Linked DNA regions of Manis pentadactyla: region 2 is linked to region 1. A link is a contact called in public Hi-C data. All regions are on one chromosome and are shown on one strand. Each heading gives the region's core, a stretch centred on a gene start, on an enhancer-like site or on the middle of the called end of the contact. The rest is flanking DNA. Distances are from core to core; before and after follow the strand shown.

What was found. Hi-C and Micro-C count contacts between places; a contact is called where the count stands out from the background.
Region 2: a Hi-C map of skin fibroblasts shows a contact between it and region 1, with 3 times the contacts expected there. The contact joins the promoter of ENSA here to the promoter of TARS2 in region 1. A contact is called at or near these places in 2 of 3 Hi-C or Micro-C datasets (fibroblasts and skin fibroblasts).

Annotation. Positions count from the first base shown.
Region 1 is chr4:111,450,589-111,456,153 of mManPen7.hap1, reverse strand. It overlaps TARS2 (threonyl-tRNA synthetase 2, mitochondrial), which reads right to left and starts at 2,284. Exons shown (of 19, transcript XR_005028779.2): 1 at 2,128-2,284; 2 at 1,652-1,845; 3 at 1,204-1,327; 4 at 193-317.
Region 2 is chr4:111,593,432-111,598,578 of mManPen7.hap1, reverse strand. It overlaps ENSA (endosulfine alpha), which reads left to right and starts at 1,407. Exons shown (of 4, transcript XM_036905238.2): 1 at 1,407-1,613; 2 at 3,668-3,793; 3 at 5,058-5,147. The coding sequence starts at 1,557.

The DNA of each region.
Region 1 (5,565 bases), core at 1,035-3,534:
ATGAAAGTGTTAACTCAATTGTGGGAATCCTTTCACAATGAAAACGTATCAAATTTTCACATCGTACACTTTAAGTATCATTACAATTTTGTCAATTGTACTTCAAAAAATTTAAAAGTAAAATAAGATATCGTGAAATATCTAAAAATTAAACCATCCCAGAATCATTCTCTTCCTTCCTTGGCTACTCACCGTTCCTTTCCCAGGAAGAAATCATGATAGAAGCCACATTCTGTACTCGGACCTTGGCAGAGTATAGCACCTAGGAATTGTTCAGCTGCTGCCCCCAAGACATGGCTGCTGGAGTGCCAGAATACCTGGGTTCACAAGAAAGGAGTTCATGAGTTCATAACATTCTTCTTTAACCTCCAGTTTGCTGATCCTTGCCTCAGAGAAGCTGGTATGAAACCAATATGACTCTTTTAGGAATAACTTTCACAAAATGGGGAACCTGACCTTGACAGTGACCAAAAGAACAGAAAAGAAAGCAACAGGCCAGTAAGAGTAGTGTACTGAAGACAGCAGCTTGTAGCCCCACTCCTCAGTGCTTCCTGGTCCTGCAGCCTAAAAGTAGGAAACCAGCCAGTTGTCTTTTGCTGCTCCTAACATCCCCTTTTAGGGCTTCAGAGTAAACTAATTTCTGAAGACAGTGGTTCCTAAGGGCTCTGTTCTTTTAGTCCTATTTTTTTTTCTATCCTAGGAATCTAGTGTGATGCAACTACTCCTGTAGGATTTGGTCACCACTTACACATAGGTGAAATGAGAACTTAATTTTTTCTGGATACTAACAGATGATGTCTGCATTACCCAAACTGACAAGAAGAGGACAAGGTGACATGGGGAGGAGGCCAGGTTGTGTGCTCAGCTGTGGAAGCCAGATTAGAATTAAATACACTAAAGTTGATTTATAATGAAGGTCTCAAGGTGGGGCACTGAGTCGGCATATTAACATTATCCTGTTTTCAACTTACCATCTCTCCCTTTCACTAGCACAAATGATGTCTGCTTAATAGATCTAAACTAAGTAAAAACCTTCATCTTAAATTTCCAGCTTAGCCACAAGTAGTCAAGACAAGCCATCTGTGGTAGGTTTTCCTCCCTATTACAACTGGAGAAAGTGAGGCAAAAGAAATAAATACTAGAAATGCCCTACTTCAATACCTCTTAGTTTAGTAGACACTGTATTCCTGAAAAGGAACTTACTGCTTTTCCCTCTGTGGAATCGAATGTCAGAAATCTGATGTCAGAATCGGTCTCCAAGGGCCGCTCCAGATCATAAGGTTCTCCATTCACTTGAGCAGCAACTGCAGTATCTGCCAGAGGTGAACTTCAGCAGTGGACGATGGGAGATAAAGAAAAAGACCATTTACAATCCACAGGGGAAGAGGACTAATCTCTTAGCAACTCCAAACTTGCAAAGGGGAAAGGTGTTACCACAGCAATACAACCTACCATTCTTTTCCCAAAAGATAACAGAGGAAGGGCAAAGACTCTGAAACTAATGCAGATAAAAACTAATGCAGGACCCTCAGGAAAAGACTATATTAATGGGGATGGAATAGAAACAAGCATAATTTTCTTTCCCTGATGAAGTCCAAATAAGTACAATGGTAGAATAATCACCCTGGTAGCTATGAAATGGGTCTCGTACCTGATCTGCTGGGCTAGTTGGTAAGGAGTTGTGTTCCATGCTACAGCATCCATTTTCTGGCCTCCAGCAAGTGTTATTTTAATAGTCCGGTGTTCCTTCTGTGCCATGCTTGCTAATCTCTTTACTTGAGCAGCCCATAGCTCCTCAAAAAGGCTAAGCCGCTCTGCTAACCAGTGTGGAGGCGTACGCACAGCCTGGCAGGAAAGATGTTAGGTGACATAGGTCCCAGCATTCCTTCCTGGGACTGGGGATGGTGGGAGATGAGGTCATTTAAGTGGCCTTGGTCCCAATCCCCACTCTTAAGAGGATTGGGTAACACAGGGCCCTAGGCGGGGAGCCCGACGATCCCCAGGCTGTTGACCCCAGGAAAAAGATGATGCAACTAAGGGCTAGGGTAGTCGAGTCCGGGTACTCAGGGCGGGGGCAGGGAGTGTCATGCTGGGTTGAGCCCGATGCCGTTCGTAACTTTGGGGTACCTTACGGTCCGTGTGTAGCCTGCAGGTTTGTAACCCTGGGAACCGGAGCCGCCGCCACCGCTGATACAGCCCCATGTTCCTTCAGACTCATGCCTACATCCTCAAATTAATCGTCGCGTCTGCTTCACCAGATTCCTCAATTGGTTTCTGGCCCGACAATACCCATGTCTATTGGTTACTAGAGCTGCCACTCTAATCTGGGACCACTTCCAGGAACTCGGAAGAGGTACACTCCACACAGCACAAGCAGCGGTGTAGGAGGTTCCGGTTGACCGGAAGACCTAAACTGTTACACACCCCGGCATTCCCTCGACCTGCAGGTGCAGCCCAAAAGCAGCAGCAAGATGTCCTGCAGTTTAAGGACAGGGGTAGGAAAACTCCGGAGCGTGAGAGTGGGAGTGGAGAAAAACAGACCGAAAAAGGCACTTAGTCATTTCCTTTTAACCTTAGATTTTCTATTACCTAGTCTTTGCTGTTTGTAGAAAACAGGTAAAAGCACAGACTGAAGCCAGACTGACTTAGTGTAAATCCTGATTTGCCATTCACTATGTAATTTTGGGTAGATTAATTTTGGTCTAAGATTTAATTTTCTCATCTATAAAATGAGAATAACAACAGTATCACTTGAGGTTGAGGTTAGTTTCATGTAAATAATCTGATTTATTGCGTGGTGTAGGGTAATGAGCAACAAAATCGACAAGCTCTTAGAATAGATGAATAGAACAGCTTTGGGGCTGGAGCAAAGACTCTGCAGAGAGCACTTCTTGAAGTCCCTTATTTCTAATGGTACTTAAGAGGGGCCTTAGAGACCTCTTCATCTTACAGATGAGGAATTTAAGGCGAGAGAGGGTTAAGTGACTTAAGATCAAACAATAGTGCTGATGCTTGATCCTGAATCCAGGTCTTGTACTCTTCTACTACACCATGCTTTCTCTGGTAATCGAGTTTCCTCCCAATATATGCCCCCGTCACTTCAGAAAGAGGCACCTGACCCTACAATCTTAGCTCTCTGCTTCCTACACAAAACTTTTGCCTCATTCCCATCCTAGTTCTCAATTTCTTTTATCCCTTCTCTTCTCTCTCCCTGAAAATACCTAGGACACATGACTAGGTATATTTATTTTACACAGTAAAAATTGAAACACTATCAGATTTACAGTAAAATATGAGGGGAAATGGACTTGGGGGCAGGTGTGACATTTTTCAGTAACTCCCCTTAGTCCCCTCACCTGGGGTTGGGGATGGTTAGAGTTGGTTCTCAAGTTTCCAATGGTGATGGAATCAAGAACTGTGGAGGAAGAGCTGTCAGAGAAAGCTGTTTAATCTATTAGATTTCCAGAGGCCAGCGGTTCTTTCTGGGAAAGGCAGCAGTTGACCTGAGTCACAGGCACCACTCTGAGTCTTGGCTCCATGTCTTGGTATGTTAAGACACCCTGCAATACAAACAGAAATAGACAAGACTGTGGTAGAGGAAGATAACTCGTGGTGGGGTTGAAGAGAAGGTAGTGAGAATTTTTAAATGGCATTCAGAAAGTGTGACAACAAGAATTTTCCCCATGTCTCTGCAACAAAATAGAGGGTGAGCATTATATTGCAGGTAACAAAATGGCAGTTGCTTAATAAGTAAGTATTGAATTAAGAATGTACCAATCACTGTACTGACTTAAAACTACAAGAAATACGTATACTGACACACAGATTCTTTAATCATTCTACCTTGTCCTCTTTTGTTAGGATAGTAGAGGGATGGTGGAATAAGTAGGCTACCCTGTTAGGGCAGCTTCCTGCACTCATCCCTCAAAATGTTTACTAAATGCTTATTCTGTACTGAGTACTCAGTACCCCAAACCGAGTACTCAGGGGGTGCATATCACCTACTACATTATCACCTAAGTAACTGTTACAGTGGAGGAAGGAAGAATGTCAAGTTATTCCATTCCTCCCCCTCTGTCAGGCAAGCAGCCAGCAAGGAACAGCAAGCTAGCTAAGGCCAATTCATTAATCACTGGTTCTTTTACAACTTCTCATTTACGACTAGTATGTCAGCCTCAGGGAATTTTAACCCGTTAACCTCTTAAAACTGCTCTTACCTGCCACCCAGAATATCACTGAACACTTGACTACATGCCAAGCGCTATGCCTTCGCTGCCCCATTCCGAGAACAACCCTGACAAATACTAGCTCCTCCTGTTCCCTCTAAAATGGAAAATGACCCTCAGAGAAGTCAAGCTCCTGTCAATCTGAATCCCCAGCCAGTGTTATGCCGTGCCATACTGCCTCTCGGGGACTGGAAGTCATAGTGCATGTTTAGTAGCCCAGCTCCCTTCTTCTCTCCAGGGTACACTACATGGAGCCTTTGGGGCCAAAGAGGCCTTTAATAAAAGGGTGGAGAGAGGGGTCCAATAAAATGCCAAGAAATGTCTTAACAGATTTTCTCCACCAGACTAAAGTTAAGGAAAAACAAGTGGTTATGAATACCAGATTTCACAGAAGTCTAGGGAAAAGGGAATCCTCAGCAGGATTTCCCCAAAATCCTAAATTTGGGGAAATTCTCAGCTTCACTCCACCTTTAGAACAGACATCCTTAGTCAGCCAAAATGTTGGTTAAGGAGTTGGTTTGTTTTTTTAATAATCCTAAACTATATGTAAGAATGTTCTCCATTGAAAGTACATTTTCCATTGTCATCAGGATCAACACAAACCTCTAAATCTATCTTAGCTTTTAGAAGGAAAACTCTGCATCAGAGGTAGAAAAGATATTGGAGGTAAAGAAGAAATTTAAGGTAAACTATCTAAAAGTTATGTCATTATCACCAAATGTTTTTGAGGCCCCGAGAACTAGCCAAGTGGCTAAAGGGTACAGTAGGTGGTGTGGGTAGTTAGGTTTTTTTCAAATTTCCTTAGTAATAAAGATTTAGGATGGGGCCAAGCTTTTACCTGAACTTTGCTTTAAGATGCCACAAGGGGAGATGAAGTCTAGTCAAATTTGCTGAGTAAATAAAGAGGTGGATGCTTCCTATCAGGGCATAGGTAAGTAGAACTTTGCTTTGAAAACAAAGCCTTGGGCTCACTATAAATCCCTACTAAGAGTTCCCTCAGCCAAGACCTCTTGAAACTGTATTAGAGAAAGACAGAAAGTCACTTCTACCCCTGCCTTTTAAACCCTGATTTGTCAGGTCAAGGCCAAGGGAAAAATACAGGAAGTCTCCCAGACACAGGAGTCAGTGCTGGGATGCGTCATATTAGGATCAATTCTTAAGTACAAAACAAAGAGCTAAGTACTGTGAAAAGTCCGATACATTTACAGATGGCATCATACTACTAAGCCCACTACCGATTAGGATTTCAAATCCTTTACTAAACTCCATGCTCTCACCAGTGACTGGCTACCTAGAAGATATGGGACCTTAAGTGGTTCTCATGTAAGTGCAAAGAATT
Region 2 (5,147 bases), core at 158-2,657, 140 kb before region 1:
GAAAGAAGTATGGCTTTAGTACATTTGCATCATTCCTCAGGGGTGGAGAGAAGTTCATCTCCATATCAATGGGTAATTACCTGGGCATGGAGGGCTTATCTGTACCTGAGAGGGTACTTCTTCTGGAGCAGGAAAGAGAGAGGGGCCCAGACTGCAGTTTGTAAACAATAATTGAATTTTAAACTTTATTTCTCCCTTTGACTGATTTCCATTTTCAGAGGTATTTTGCCCCAGGATTTCCTCTCTGCGGACTTACAACCACCTCTGACACAAAGTCTTCTTTTGGACCCCATACTGAATATGAGCCTTCATTTGAACCCGTGTAGCCCTTTATTAACACTTTTATTTCAATGCTAATCAGATTTTTCCTTTTATGATAATAATCTGTGTATCCCAGTGTTTGTCAAATTTCTCTATTAGAAAAGGATTATACAGAAAATTTCTAATTACACAGAAAAAAGAACAGATAGCCCCAAGGTTATTTGTTACAACACATTGCCTGGAAAATTAAAATTTAATATGAATTTTGCACTGTTATTACTAGTAGACTTTTTAAATATGAAAAATGCCATGGCTACCACTCCAGGACAATGTGTCGATTTAATTTTGGGGATTCGGGGTACTCCTGGCACACTATGAATGACCCCCTCCAACCTCAGCTCCAACGCCCACTAATAAGCTTCCGAAAGGCAGAGACTGCCTTACTATCCAAATATCCCCTGTAAAATTAATACAGTACCATCTACAAACAGACCCTTATGGAAATATTGTACTGTGACTCCAGATTGGTTAACTAGTGTTAACAATTTACTAAATGTTTACCATATACTTAGAACTGTGCTGTTTCAAGGAGCTTTGTCTTCATGGTATGACCCCTAACAAGTAAGTATAACAGTGTCTTTAAGATTAAGTTAAATCATAGAACGTATGCTATTTGTGTTCTGCGAAATGACTCGGATTGAGGACTCAAGTCTCTCCTTTCCGCAAACCAAATGACACATTGGAATGTCGTTGAGTATCACTTTAAAGTCCATTCTCACTTCCAAATTATTTAAGATCGACCATTTTCTGCTAACAATGCCCAAGGCTTAATCCTCTCCACCTTGAAATAAAATGCGTACATCCTTTAACTCCCGTTTGAAACTCGGCAACGCCTGCCAGGGAACCGAGAGTGGTGTCAGAGGTCTGACGCCACCACCATTGGGCAAAATTGCCAAAGCTTAGCAGTGCCGCCCCCACATCTCCCATGGGCTTCCAATTGGCCCTTGTGGCTCACGCTCTTTCTAGACTGGTGTTCCAGCTTGCCCGTCGCCTCCCTCCCGCCTTTAGCCGGCAATTATTGGTAGGTCGTTACGTCATTGCAGCATCTACCCCACTTCCATTGGCTCCCAATGGAAAGGGCGGCCGCGGCGTCACACGCAGGAGCCGCCATTTTGACAGAGCAACCTTAGTGACAGGAGCCGAAGCAGCCGCGCAGGTTGTCCCCGTTTCCCCTCCCCCTTCCCTTCTCCGTTTGACTTCCCGGGCCCCCTACACGCCACAGCCCCGGCCCCGCCATGTCCCAGAAACAAGAAGAGGAGAACCCTGCGGAGGAGACCGGCGAGGAGAAGCAGGTGAAATGGAGGGGGTGCGGGCTGCGAGCAGGGGGCGACCGTGATGGGGCGGCAGTCGGTCTCCCACCGCTGCGAATTGGTCGCCATTGTCTCAGGTCCTGCAGGGGTTGGCTACTTCATACGTCACGCAGGCAGACTTAAGTTGTGCTCTAATTGGCCGAGCTTGGGCGCAGGGCGGGTGTTTGGAAAAACTGAGTGAATGAAAGGGGGTGGTGGTCCCAAGATGCAGTGTGTGTTCTTGGTTAGTATGTGTTAATGACCGGACAACCAGGCTACGGTCAGCATCCTGAGTCCTCAGAAAGATACACGTCGAGGTAAAGAATTTTACAAAGGACCAGCACTTGGGGGTAGGGAGAAGAGAAATTATTATTATGGTTAGTTTAAGGCTGCAGCTTTCTCAAGAGATCTGTTTTGACGGTTGGGGTTGGTCTGTTGCCCACCTTCAGTGAGGACCGAACAGGATTGTAGAGGGCTAGAGTTCCATACAGAATAATGGAGGTTAAACCTAGAAAGACACCGGGAGCGTCGTGACAAGAAAGACGCCACCTTATTCCCCCAGGACATCCAAGGCAAGTGGTCGTACTAAGCTCACCTGCAATTATGTGATGAAAACACCCGAAATCCACTTCTTACTGGGTTTAGGTCCTTTTCAAAAATTACTAAAGGGCAGCAGGGCCCACAAAAAGCAAGAAGAGAATACCACCACCAGTGAAAGCCTCTGCAAGCGAGTTGAGCTCCTGGCTGTTACCCAAACTTTCATCACTTGCCCCACTGGGAAGGTGTTGACTTTTTGGTAAAAACTGGGTAATACCTATGTATATCGCAGCACTATTTACAATAGCCAAGAAATGAAAGCAACCTAAGTGTCCATCAGTAGATGAATGGATAAAGAAGATGTGGTACATATACACAATGGAATATTATTCAGCCATAAGAAGAAAACAAATCCTACCATTTGCAACAACATGGATGGAGCTAGAGGGTATTATGCTCAGTGAAATAAGCCAGGCAGAAAAAGGCAAGTATCAGATGATTTTACTCATCTGTGGAGTATAAAAACTAAGAATAAACTGAAGAAACAAAACAGCAGCAGAATCACAGAACCCAAGAATGGACCAACAGTTACCAAAGGGAAAGGGACTGGGGAGGATGGGTGGGAAGGGAGGGAGAAGGAGGATAAGGGGGCATTACAATTAGCACACATAATGTAGAGACTGGGGCACAGGAAGGGCAGTGCAACACAGAGAAGACAGGTAGTGATTCTATAGCATCTTACTACGCTGATGGACAGTGACTGTAAATTTGGGTATGTGGTGGGAACTTGATAATGAGGGGAGTCTAGTAACCATAATGTTGCTCATGTAATTTTACATTAATGATACCAAAAAAAAAACTGGGTAAATACTAGTGAACATACTGTATCTCAATTCTCCCGAGGTTAGAAACAGTGTCCTTTCCATCTGTTTACCTGTCATCTTCCTACCATAATGTTTGTGGAAATACTAAAGCAACTTTGTCCGATTACTGAGGTGGAGTGTTTTTGGAGACCACGTAGCTGTAGCTTCCTCCACAGAGACTTATCAGATGACTATCTTACACTCTTGAGTAAGGAGGGAACATTTCAGCAGAATTATCCTTTTTGATTTCCCATTTACCTGTACTGTGTGTTAGCTTTCCTACTCATCTTGTATCATCAGAAGTTCTGGCTAGCTCTTCCCTCTTGTTTTCTTTCCTAGCTTCTGTGCTGAGTGAGCTGTGGCTCATTCTGATTCAAGTATTGTATTTAGTTATTACCTTTAACCCAATACTCACATCATGGAGGTGGTTCCCTGGGCATCGTGTGAAAACTAGCTTGTCTTTTTCTTCTCACAATACAGTCATCTTAAGCTTTAGGGATTTGAACAAAGGTCCAGCTTTATATAAGAGCAGAGTGGAAATAGCGTGTTTCCAAGTGGGTGGATCTTCAGGGAAAGTTGGTAGTATACATGTTTATTAGGTATTAGAAGCAGTTTCTTCTCAGTCATTAATTTTATTGGTCCATTTGTTTCCTGTAGGACACACAGGAGAAAGAAGGTATTCTCCCTGAGAGAGCTGAAGAGGCAAAGCTAAAGGCCAAATATCCAAGCCTAGGACAAAAGCCTGGTGGATCTGACTTCCTCATGAAGAGGCTTCAGAAAGGGGTATGGGGCACAATCTCTTTACTTTCTTACTCTGGAACCAAAGGAGACTTTAGGGATGAGATCTGTGGAAGTTCTGAATTCTCATCTGGATGTTGTGTTGCTGAGCAGTAGAAAGGTGGAATTAGGAACTTGTAAAAAACAAAGCAAATTATTGTAAATCCCTGATACGGTATCAGTTATCTTCTGATTGCCCATATAAGATATTACAGCTTAATGTAGGGGCTTTGAGGTGTGGGGATATTGGGAGGGGAATAAAGAAAGGAAGGATTTTAGAGACTGGAATGCTGACTGGTAGTCATTTGCCAATTTGGATGGTGAGAGTTTTAGGAACTAAATTTTTTAGGATTAGAGCTACATTTTAGGGTACGTCATTTCAGAAAAGGAACAAACCATCTGTCCTACAGATTTTTCCAACCTGAAATGAATAGATTTCTTCAGACCCTTGAAGTTAGGACCAGCCATTAACTGTACTCCCTGAAGACTTATTTTTCTTGTCCAAAGTGGTCCTCCTCACCAAGGGAGAGTCTGCCTTCATAGCCACCTAGCTCCTGCTCAGGTGTCTCAGTCCCCAGAGGTACGTAAAGCTGACTAAGGGACTGTAGGTCACTCAGCTAGAGTGTGTTGCTCTGAGTGAAACAGGTCCCTGTGAAGAACCCTGGTTTCTGAGTCTTAGTCACAGGTGCTGATGTGGTGCTGATTTGCAGTCTGCCTTGCTGTAGGCAAGTCAGGTGTGAGCAGGCTGTCACAGCCGTGGGAGTCAGAGGAAAGATATGGTGTCCTCATGAGAAGCCCTGTGTCTGTTCATGGTTTGAGAGAATAGTTTTTAATTTAGAGGTTGATCTCCTATTGATTGTTAGGATAGCCCCAGGCTGACCCTTCTGTATATCTATTCATTTCTGTTTCTCCAGAACCAAAGTCATTTGAGACTACTAGATTGTCAGTAAGCCTTTATGATTAGTTAGTAATTTGGTTAAACCATCCTGTGCTGATGGCACTACACAGGATGTGGGTGCAAAGGATATAGGGGCTCTCTTATCTCCAAACATACATACTGCTGTGAAATTGCACACCTGAAAAAGTCAGAACGTGTTAGGGAGAAGACATAAGTACATGTAATTAATGCTGAGCTATGTATGCATGAGGTTAATCAAAGATGACTTCAAAGATCTGAGTGTAGGTGAGGTTTTATAATAAATGTGAGTTTCCTTGCTTTCAAGGAGGGCCAGAGCTCCAGACTCACCTAAACCTCCATCTTGTCTCTCAGCAAAAGTACTTTGACTCAGGAGACTACAACATGGCCAAGGCCAAGATGAAGAACAAGCAGCTGCCAAGTGCAGGAGCGGACAAGAACCTG